Linked DNA regions of Anas platyrhynchos: region 1 is linked to region 2. A link is a contact called in public Hi-C data. All regions are on one chromosome and are shown on one strand. Each heading gives the region's core, a stretch centred on a gene start, on an enhancer-like site or on the middle of the called end of the contact. The rest is flanking DNA. Distances are from core to core; before and after follow the strand shown.

Region 1 (4,307 bases), core at 1,776-4,275, 67 kb before region 2:
GTGTACTTCCTTTCCAGTTGGTCAGGACTGCTACACCAGAATTTGGAGCCTCCAAGATGCCCATCTGCTTAGAACCATCCCTTCTCCCCACCCCTCCTCCAAAGATGCTATCCCCAGCGTGGTGTTTTCTTCAAGACTGGGAGGTAGACGAGGAGTCCCTGGCTTGCTCATGGCTGTCAAACAGGATCTCTACCACTTCTCCTATAACTGACACAATTGATACTCTTCTCAGAACTGGCCTACAAAGCTGCTAGCCTATACATGAATTCAGAATATTTACACTGATCACCAGGGACCTGTTTTAGTGGGTGACAGTGGTAGTAGGGTGATGGTTGGACCAGATGATCATGAAGGTCTTTTCCAACCTTAATGATTCTATGTTGTTGAGTCACTTGTGCTGCTGAATCTGCTTTACCCATGAACTTCCAAACCTCCAGTAGGTTTGGCAATTTTTGCTGTATATACGTCAGACATCTTGTAAATAAAAGGTGACTGCTGACTACTGTCTTGTTGTTCTGCATCTGTACTGTTCTCTCAAACCCTCGTGGGTTTAGGGCCAACTGGGTGCTAAAAGGGGGTCAGGAAGGCATCATGCAGCAGAAACAGGGGAGAGAAGACCTGCATCCAGGCACAGGCTGGGGATAGTGGTAACCGTAAGTATGCTGAAGAGCAACTGTACTGCCATTGCCCAAAGGCAGTGATGGATGCACTGCAACAGCAGGCAAAGCAAGCCTGTCCCTGCCCTCAGGGAAATCTTCACTACCATTCTAGGCATGATGCAAAGGTTTCTGGCTTGTCTTTCTTTCTCAGCAGAAGTTATTAGTCTTCACCCAAAGCTTTTAGCTCATCAGGGTTGTGGTGGTGCAGCCAACACATCCCTCTGCATCCCTGCTCAGCCTGAGCTCACTGAGCACACTCTGTGAGCGAGTCTCTTGGCTTCCTCCAGAAAGGAACTGCATTCAAGCATCCCACATGCTCTGCAGTACACGTCTAGTACAGGAAGATTCCCCTCCAGGAGCGATATGCAAACCTGAGCATCCTGTAGTTTTAAAGTTTTAAGGTTTTGTTTTCTTGGGGGAAGGGAGGGGAATGTTTCCTTCCATTTTTTCAAGTGAATTTGGGTAAGAGGGAATTACTCTGAAGTACCACAAAGGGTCCTGCAAGGCTCCACCCTCACGTTTCCTGTCTTTTCACAACTTTCATGCCTAAGCAATACACTGTTTAAACTGCCTCTTCTCCTCAGCAGCTCCTTTTGTTCATCACACTTAATTTTTGTGCTGTTATCTCCTTGCCTTTTTTTTTTTAACCTATTAATCAATACAAAAGACAAAATTATAGCAGGAAAACTCTCCTTGTGGGAACACTTGTGGGAACAGTGTAACATCTTTTCATATAGAATGTATTCATCTTATGATAATTGTTGCAAGGGGAGTTAAGATACATCCCAGCAAACACCCAACACAGTTTCTTCCCTGAGTATACATTCAACCAAATCTTTCCTGTATCCCATCAACAGCCAACTCCCCTTTCCTCAGACGGGAATTGAGCTGTGAATTCCTTGCAGTTATAGCTCCTCTGATGCATCTGGCTTTAGCATTTCTCTGCAGAGCCTATTTTAACCCTCTCACAAGGCAGAGCAGAAGCTGCTCACAGCATACTCTGTGCTGCCACTTCTTTCTACAGAACTTGTTTATAAGGCTGAGGGGCCTCTGTTCCCAGTGGAGGGCTTGCAGTCTGACACTTACAGGCTCTTCTCATTTGCTTTACTACCCCTTGGACAATCAAGGGACCAGCTTGGTTAGCATAGTCACCAATTCCTGGCGTGCCTTTCTCTTTAATTTGGGAAAATACCCTGTGATTTATGGTCATTTAGGCCATATTACGTCACACGCACAGTGCTTAGTACCTACAGCACCAGTTGCAGAAGAGTTTGCATTGGCTTACTTAATGCATGCTACAACTAGCATCTGGTCACAAAACAGAAACCTAACCAACCCCCATCCCACCACAAACCCCAGATGTTACATCAGATAATCAACTCAGAGCTGGACAGGAACATACTTTATATCGATATTCTCACTAGCAAACATATGTGATTCAAATGCTTACAGGTAGCAAAACACATCATAAAGTCCCTTTATTAAGAATTAATTCCAGAACGTCAAGTTAGCATTTAACCTCTCTGATACTCTTAACCCCAGTAGTGCATGTTCTGTGAGAACAAGACCCTGCAATAATTGTGCCCAGTTCCTGTGGGAAACACAAACTAAGAATTGTGGTAGAAAGGCATCTTACGTAACTAAAGACAGTTTATTTTCTTTGCTCCTTTTTAGCCAAAGCTCACAAAACAAAAGGATACTCATTTGCTTTCTGTTGTTTTCAGGAGCCAAACACACACGTCCTTGCAAACCCATTTACCCAACTAATGCTTTTGCAGCCAATGCTTCTAATTAAGCCTGTAAGAGCAGTATGAAAGGAGAGGGGGAGCAGGGTAAAAAAGGTAATTTGGCTTCAGTGACAACCAGCAAGCAGTACGCAGGCAGTAGCTGACGTATTAAATCAACCATTTCTTTATGCAGCAGTAGCTAGGACCACAAGGTAGCTTAAAAAACAAACAAACAAAAAGGAACTGCACGCTCCCTTCCCTTGCTCCAGTATCAAAATACCCTATTTCTTTGCCTCTGCTTCTCAGCAAGCACTGAACCTAGTAGAAAACTTTCGAAAGGCCAAATCTGCACTCCAAGCTAGGCTGCAGCATCCTTCACCCAGCAGGCACAATTTGGTCCTTTTTGCCCACTGGAGCAAGGCTCAGAGTGGACAGCCAGGCTCTCCTTACTGACAGGCTACAGAGGAAAAATTTCAGGGCTGTGGAAGAACACTGAGCACCTTTGTGCTTTCCCTATTAATGCCACTGGAGACGTGCTGCACCTTTTCTCTAGAAAGCTTGCCCAAAACAACTACTGAAGAATGCTCATGTCCTGGACTAGTTATTATTTCTTCATACACGCCAGTTATTTGGGTTTACCCAAACACTGGGTTGTTTACCGTACATGCAGATCAAGAGCTCAGCAACAGGCACAATGAGGTTCCTACAGCCTAGGAAATCAAGGTCATCCTGAGCTCGTAACCTCCCTCAAGCCAAAGTACAGATCATTATTGACTCTTTCCCACAGTCGAGCAAACCTTTTACTTTCCATCTGTTGTGTACAGCCCTTTACTGCTGTCCCTCTCTGTTGGGAAGGAGGCTATTATGTTACTCCTCTCCAGTTAAAGCAGGATGGGACCCATCTGCTGCATGAAAGAGCAGCATTTTCCTTGCTCCCTGCCCCCAGGGAGACACAACAGTGGTTTTGCTCTAGTGGGAGTCCTCCAGGATGTAAGAGAAGAGAGAGGAACTGGACTGCCTTTCTGTGCTAAGAGCAGAAGCATGACATTGGAGAATCCCAAAAACAGCCTGCCACATCCTTCTTCCCTGCTCCATTGCAAGAAAAGCCCACAAGTATTTTAATAAGTGATAAAAACTTGCAAATTGCCAGTCCCTCTCATCACCATGGGTATTTCAGAAGCCGCAGTGTCTCAGCCTTCTAATTGTTCCTCCTGTCATTTCTTTGCACCCTTTAAAAAGGCTTCTCTAACATGGGACCTTGTAGGTCACACACGGTGCTTAGATGTTAACAGGTGGAAACTTAACCTTGTATAGGTCTAAGTGGGAGGGGATTCACTTTTGTCCTCCTGCTACCCCTGATTTACTGCAATGCATGGCTTCATGGCCATTCCTCCTTTACCAGCCCGATGAATACTGAACTTTAAGACGCTAAAAAAGCGAATCATCAGCCACAACTCCACTCGGATATTTTTACATTTTGAGTTCAATTGTGACCTATTCTAACAAAACCAGGAAAAAAAGTATTTTGTTGCAAGGAAGTGGGATTTTAAGATGGAATGTGTACATAGTCTCCAGCTGTCCCCTTACAGCAGCTGCTTTCAGAAAAGATGTAATTTGGCAGTGAACAGTTCAGACTGGGTCCCCAAATCCTGAGCTGTTGGTGACTGCCTGCATGTGCTGCCTTACACAAGTATCTCCATGAGCTGGAATAAGCAGTCAGTACCAACCCAAAGAACTTTCTAGGCAGGGATTTCTGGGGAGAGCAGCTGGAGGTTGAAAGATAGTTGTCCAGAGAGTTTAAAACATCTTAAAAACTGGCTTCACTTTTCAAAAATGGAAGCAAAGGCACAAAGCAGATAAATCATTTTAGGTAAGGCCTGAAAATATCATCAAAATCACCTGCCTTTTCTTGTTCAAACAA
Region 2 (4,093 bases), core at 1,588-4,087:
GAAAACATAACTGTGACCTTGAGTTACAAGTTCTTTGTATCTGGAGAGGACACTTGAAAACACTGTTCTTAACAAACGGGATCGTGTAAAGGTTCCACCATGTAAATATTTCAGATATTAAAAATGTATATATTTGATTTAAGGACTGACATTTTTTTGAGTCTTGTGCAGTACAGCATGCAATTTTAATTAATGTTTGCTTTCTGAATCCAATGAATCAAGAAGTGTTCACAAATTAGGGGTGTTTCTTTTAAACTTGCCACTTTGGGTCACTAGAAGCCTGCAAATACAGATGTGATCCCAGTGTGTTCGTTCTCATCCCTGCAGCAGAATGCTGTTTACCTTGAAGTCTAATGCTTGGATGTTCCCTTTATGTTATGCTTAAGTTTGCATGAAGCGCGCACACTTACATGCTGCAATCTTCCTTTTTTTTCTGCAACTTCCCCATTCTCCCCATAGTTTTGGATCAGCACTTACCAAAAAAATATGCAAAATTCTAAAGTAGTTCAAAATATGTTCTGTTTTTAGTATACATAGAGAAGAGGTGAACTTCATGGGTGCTTTTTGTTCTAATGCATCATTCTCTGTCATAATTGGTATTTAAACAGACTAAAGACAACAGATGCTTTCTAATGCTACTGTGAGACAGGTTGCCTGATGTGCTTGTTGAGATTCTTCAGGGAAAGTTCAAGTCATGAAACTTCAGCTTATTTTCTTTTGCCCTCCATTAAAGCTGTATATTTATCTTCTACTACTATTTATGAACTGGACATAAGCATGTAACATTCCTAAGGAGACCAAAGGAAGAATCTCTGTGAGGAAGACATCTATGAAATTAAATGCCCTGTTGCAACATACTAAAAAAATTAACATTCCAGTTTAAATTTTAGAAGTTGAGGCTTTCATCTGTAATGGAAGGAAGAAGGAATGGTCACTACACTGTCTGGTTTTTGCAAGTACTTCAACAAGGTTTTCCTCTTTTCTAATGCAAGCTGTTGCTTTAAAAAAATCACATTTTGGTGTCAGCTATTACTCAAATTAGTGTTACTGCTCCGCATTGATAACAATATAGTGTCTGTGTGTGAGGTTGCAGGGTAGAATACAAATCTGCATACTGCTGAGAGGTTCTTGAACTAACTTCCCTTTAAGTGTTTTTTCTTTCAACACACAGGAACAGAATTATTTCAAGATTAAGTTGAAAAAAAAAAAAACAAAAACAAAAAAAAAAAACAGACTTGCCAATTCTAAATTACAACACTTTACTGCCTGAATGTGCAATTTAATATTGCTAGTATGTTAATGCACAGAAATAATACTGGTATAGTGAAAACAAACCATTAGCAAATTGTGTGTTCAGTGCAATATGCCACAATGATTCATTTTATGATAGAAACTAAGTATCTCAAAACTTAATGTACAGAGGGGGAAAATACCAGTTTCCACAACAGAACTAGATGTGCTAGTCATTGATCTGGACTTCATTGTTGTGGAGCTGGGCTTGGGAGTTATACCATAACTGAACTTGTCTCATAATCACGTTGTGCAACTGCCCTTCTGCATACTACATACTCTAAGCAATGGTATGTCACTGAAGTACTGTTTCCCTTGGCGTACACTGAAATGAAGTGAAGAAGCCTTGAACAAGAAACATTAATTACCAAGAATGATGTATTTTTACATTACTGTTGTTATTTTGGGACTTTTTTTGTTCTCAGAATACTTAACATGTTCATGTAGTCTTTTTACATTTCTAATTTAGGGCTTCCTGTCTTCTATCTGAACAGGAGCCTCTGCACTAAAAAGCATCTAGCTACACCATTGTGGCTCTAAATGTGGGCAGGGGGAAGGCCCTAAACTGTAAGTTTAGTTTCTCATTTAATTTGTATTTCTCACTACTCTAGAGCTTTCCTATTACTAAGAGAGAGAACACTTGGACTTTTTTTTTTTTTATGCTTTTATTAACGGAGTTGCTAGATAGCTGCTTGCAGGAGGATAGCTTGCTTGTAGGTGGATACACTTAAAACTAGAAGCTCTTGCCTTATACTAGGGTCACACTTTCCAATATTCTATACGTTTTCCTATGCAGGAGCATAGGATGTCATACCTGCAAACTTACAAATTAGTACATAGTCCTGTAGCATAACCAATGTAAGGTATTGGTAATAAGCATTTTATCTTAGGTCTAAATGATATTAATAACAAACAGAGACTTGTGTGGTGCAGTTGAATGCCCATGGTATTTTTCTTGAAGTCAGAAGTTCTATTGCACAATTCCAACATGCCACCTCACTTTCCCATAGATCGTCCCAGAATGTGGTTGAATAATAAGAAATAGAGCTGTTTTAAACATGCACAATTCACCTGGGTCTCTCGATGGACGTTATGCTTTCACAGTTGGAGTGATTGCAACGATCATAGCGTTTCCTATATGTGTTAGTTGCTCAGTGAGGTTATGTGCAGCTAAAAAGGAAGCATCGATTTCTTGTCAAGTACCAGGGACAGCAAGGTAAGTTTCAAGGTTGAAGTGTCTATTTCTTCTGTGAGTCATAGTATTACTGGCACCTTTGCGAAAAGGTTCCATGTAGCTGAAACAAACCAGCGTTTGTATTTTGAGGTACGAAATACAATTTTTTTTCATAATCTTTTTATTGTGGGAGCACATTGAACTAGAATCACTAGTTCATGCCTTGACGGGGTGCTGGGGGGGGGGGGGTGCACCCTTGAACCCCCTGTTTGCTGAGCTGTCGCCTCCTCACGGAGGTAAAGGAGCCCCCGCGGCGGGCTCGGCCCGCGCTCCCCTCAGCGCCCGGTCGCGGCGCGAGGCCGCCCCTCAGGCGGCGGCTCCCCCGCTGCGGGCGGGCCGCGGCGCTGCGGCCCCGGGGCGGCGGACGTGAGGTGGCGGCGAAAGGCGGCGCCTGGGCCGGAAGCGAGCGGGGCCGGGCTGCGGGGCGGCGAGGAGCCGGTGGCGGGGCCCGCGGGAGAGCGGCGCCCTCCAGGTGCGGCGGGGCCGGGGCCGGGGCCGGAGCAGGGACGCGAGGGGAGCGGGGCGGCTGCCGGGGGGTCGCGCACGGCGGGGCCGTGGAGCTGGGGCCGGCCCGGGAGGCCCCTCACGGCCGCCTGTTGCGTGCCGGGAGGCGAGGAGGGGGGCGGCGGCCCCCGGGCGGTTGGCGGCGGTGCTGCCCCTGCCTCTGCCCCGGCCCCGGCGTGAGGGGACGGAGGCGGCCGGGGGCGACGAGCACGGGGAAGCCGCAGCGCTGGGAAGGGGAGGGGAAGCGAGAGGGAACTTCTTCAGGCAGGCTGGTTTTAAATCACGGCTTCGTTGGAAAATTAGATGTTTTTGAGAGTCGCTTCTGAGGTAAAGGTGGTTAAAAACTCGATCTGCTCCTGCCCACGCGCGGCTTGCTTGTAGGGCTTGTTCGTTCGTAGGTAAATTTCAAACTTGGGGGCGTTCATTCCTTTAAAAAAAAAAAAAAAAAGGTCTTTGAAGATGTCCTGAATACAATTTCTGAGTTCTTGAGTTTTAAAAAGGGATCATTTTAGCACGCTATAATTTTTGTCACCTCTAAGACACGGCTACTGAAGCTGTGGTGCCCCTCTCCTGTCAGTTACCTCAGGCGCCCTTCACTTTCTCTCAGCCCCTCAGTGCCTGGTTTCGTTGGATGGCTTTGTGGTGGTTTTCTTTACCGGCCTTTAAGCAGGATCCTGTGGTGGCATTTCTTCTTGTTGTTTTCTTTTTCGATTTTTTTCCCCCCAGTTTATTTAGGATTTTGATATGATGCTATGTGGAGGTCTCGTTTTGCTAATCCACATTTGGATAAAAAAATACTTGAACTTTTTTTCTCTGTAGCTGCCCTGTCACTGAGGGTTTTCACTGATGGCAGCCTTAAAGCAGCACTGTGTATGTTCTGTAGTCCAACTAAAGAATCAGAGCAAAAACTTTAAAATAAGAGCAATGTAATACCTTTTTATTTTCTTCTAGCCTTACATTTCATTAGATTTTAAACTAGACACTCTGTTTTTAATTAGAAGCACAGAAGAGAGCCATTCTCCTAGCGAATGCTATGTTGCCTTTCCAGACGGGTAGGATGCTCCC

Evidence for each region. A called contact is a pair of places that touch in the nucleus more often than the background predicts.
Region 1: a contact with region 2 is called in a Hi-C map of subcutaneous adipose tissue, with 1.7 times the contacts expected there. The contact joins the enhancer-like site here to the promoter of PSEN1 in region 2. A contact is called at or near these places in 3 of 8 Hi-C or Micro-C datasets (liver, skeletal muscle and subcutaneous adipose tissue).

The regions. Positions count from the first base shown.
Region 1 is chr5:35,402,614-35,406,920 of IASCAAS_PekinDuck_T2T, reverse strand. DCAF4 (DDB1 and CUL4 associated factor 4) reads left to right here. Exons shown (of 13, transcript XM_027457634.3): 13 at 18-499. The coding sequence ends at 211. Among named protein-coding and RNA genes, the nearest start is that of DCAF4, 14 kb to the left of the region's middle. Within about 2 kb of position 3,025, at least 3 of the 8 cell types and tissues checked have an H3K27ac peak or open chromatin away from gene starts, as enhancers often do.
Region 2 is chr5:35,335,639-35,339,731 of IASCAAS_PekinDuck_T2T, reverse strand. PSEN1 (presenilin 1) reads left to right here and starts at 2,837. Exons shown (of 11, transcript XM_038179140.2): 1 at 2,837-2,996. It overlaps RBM25 (RNA binding motif protein 25), which reads left to right. Exons shown (of 20, transcript XM_072038814.1): 20 at 1-137.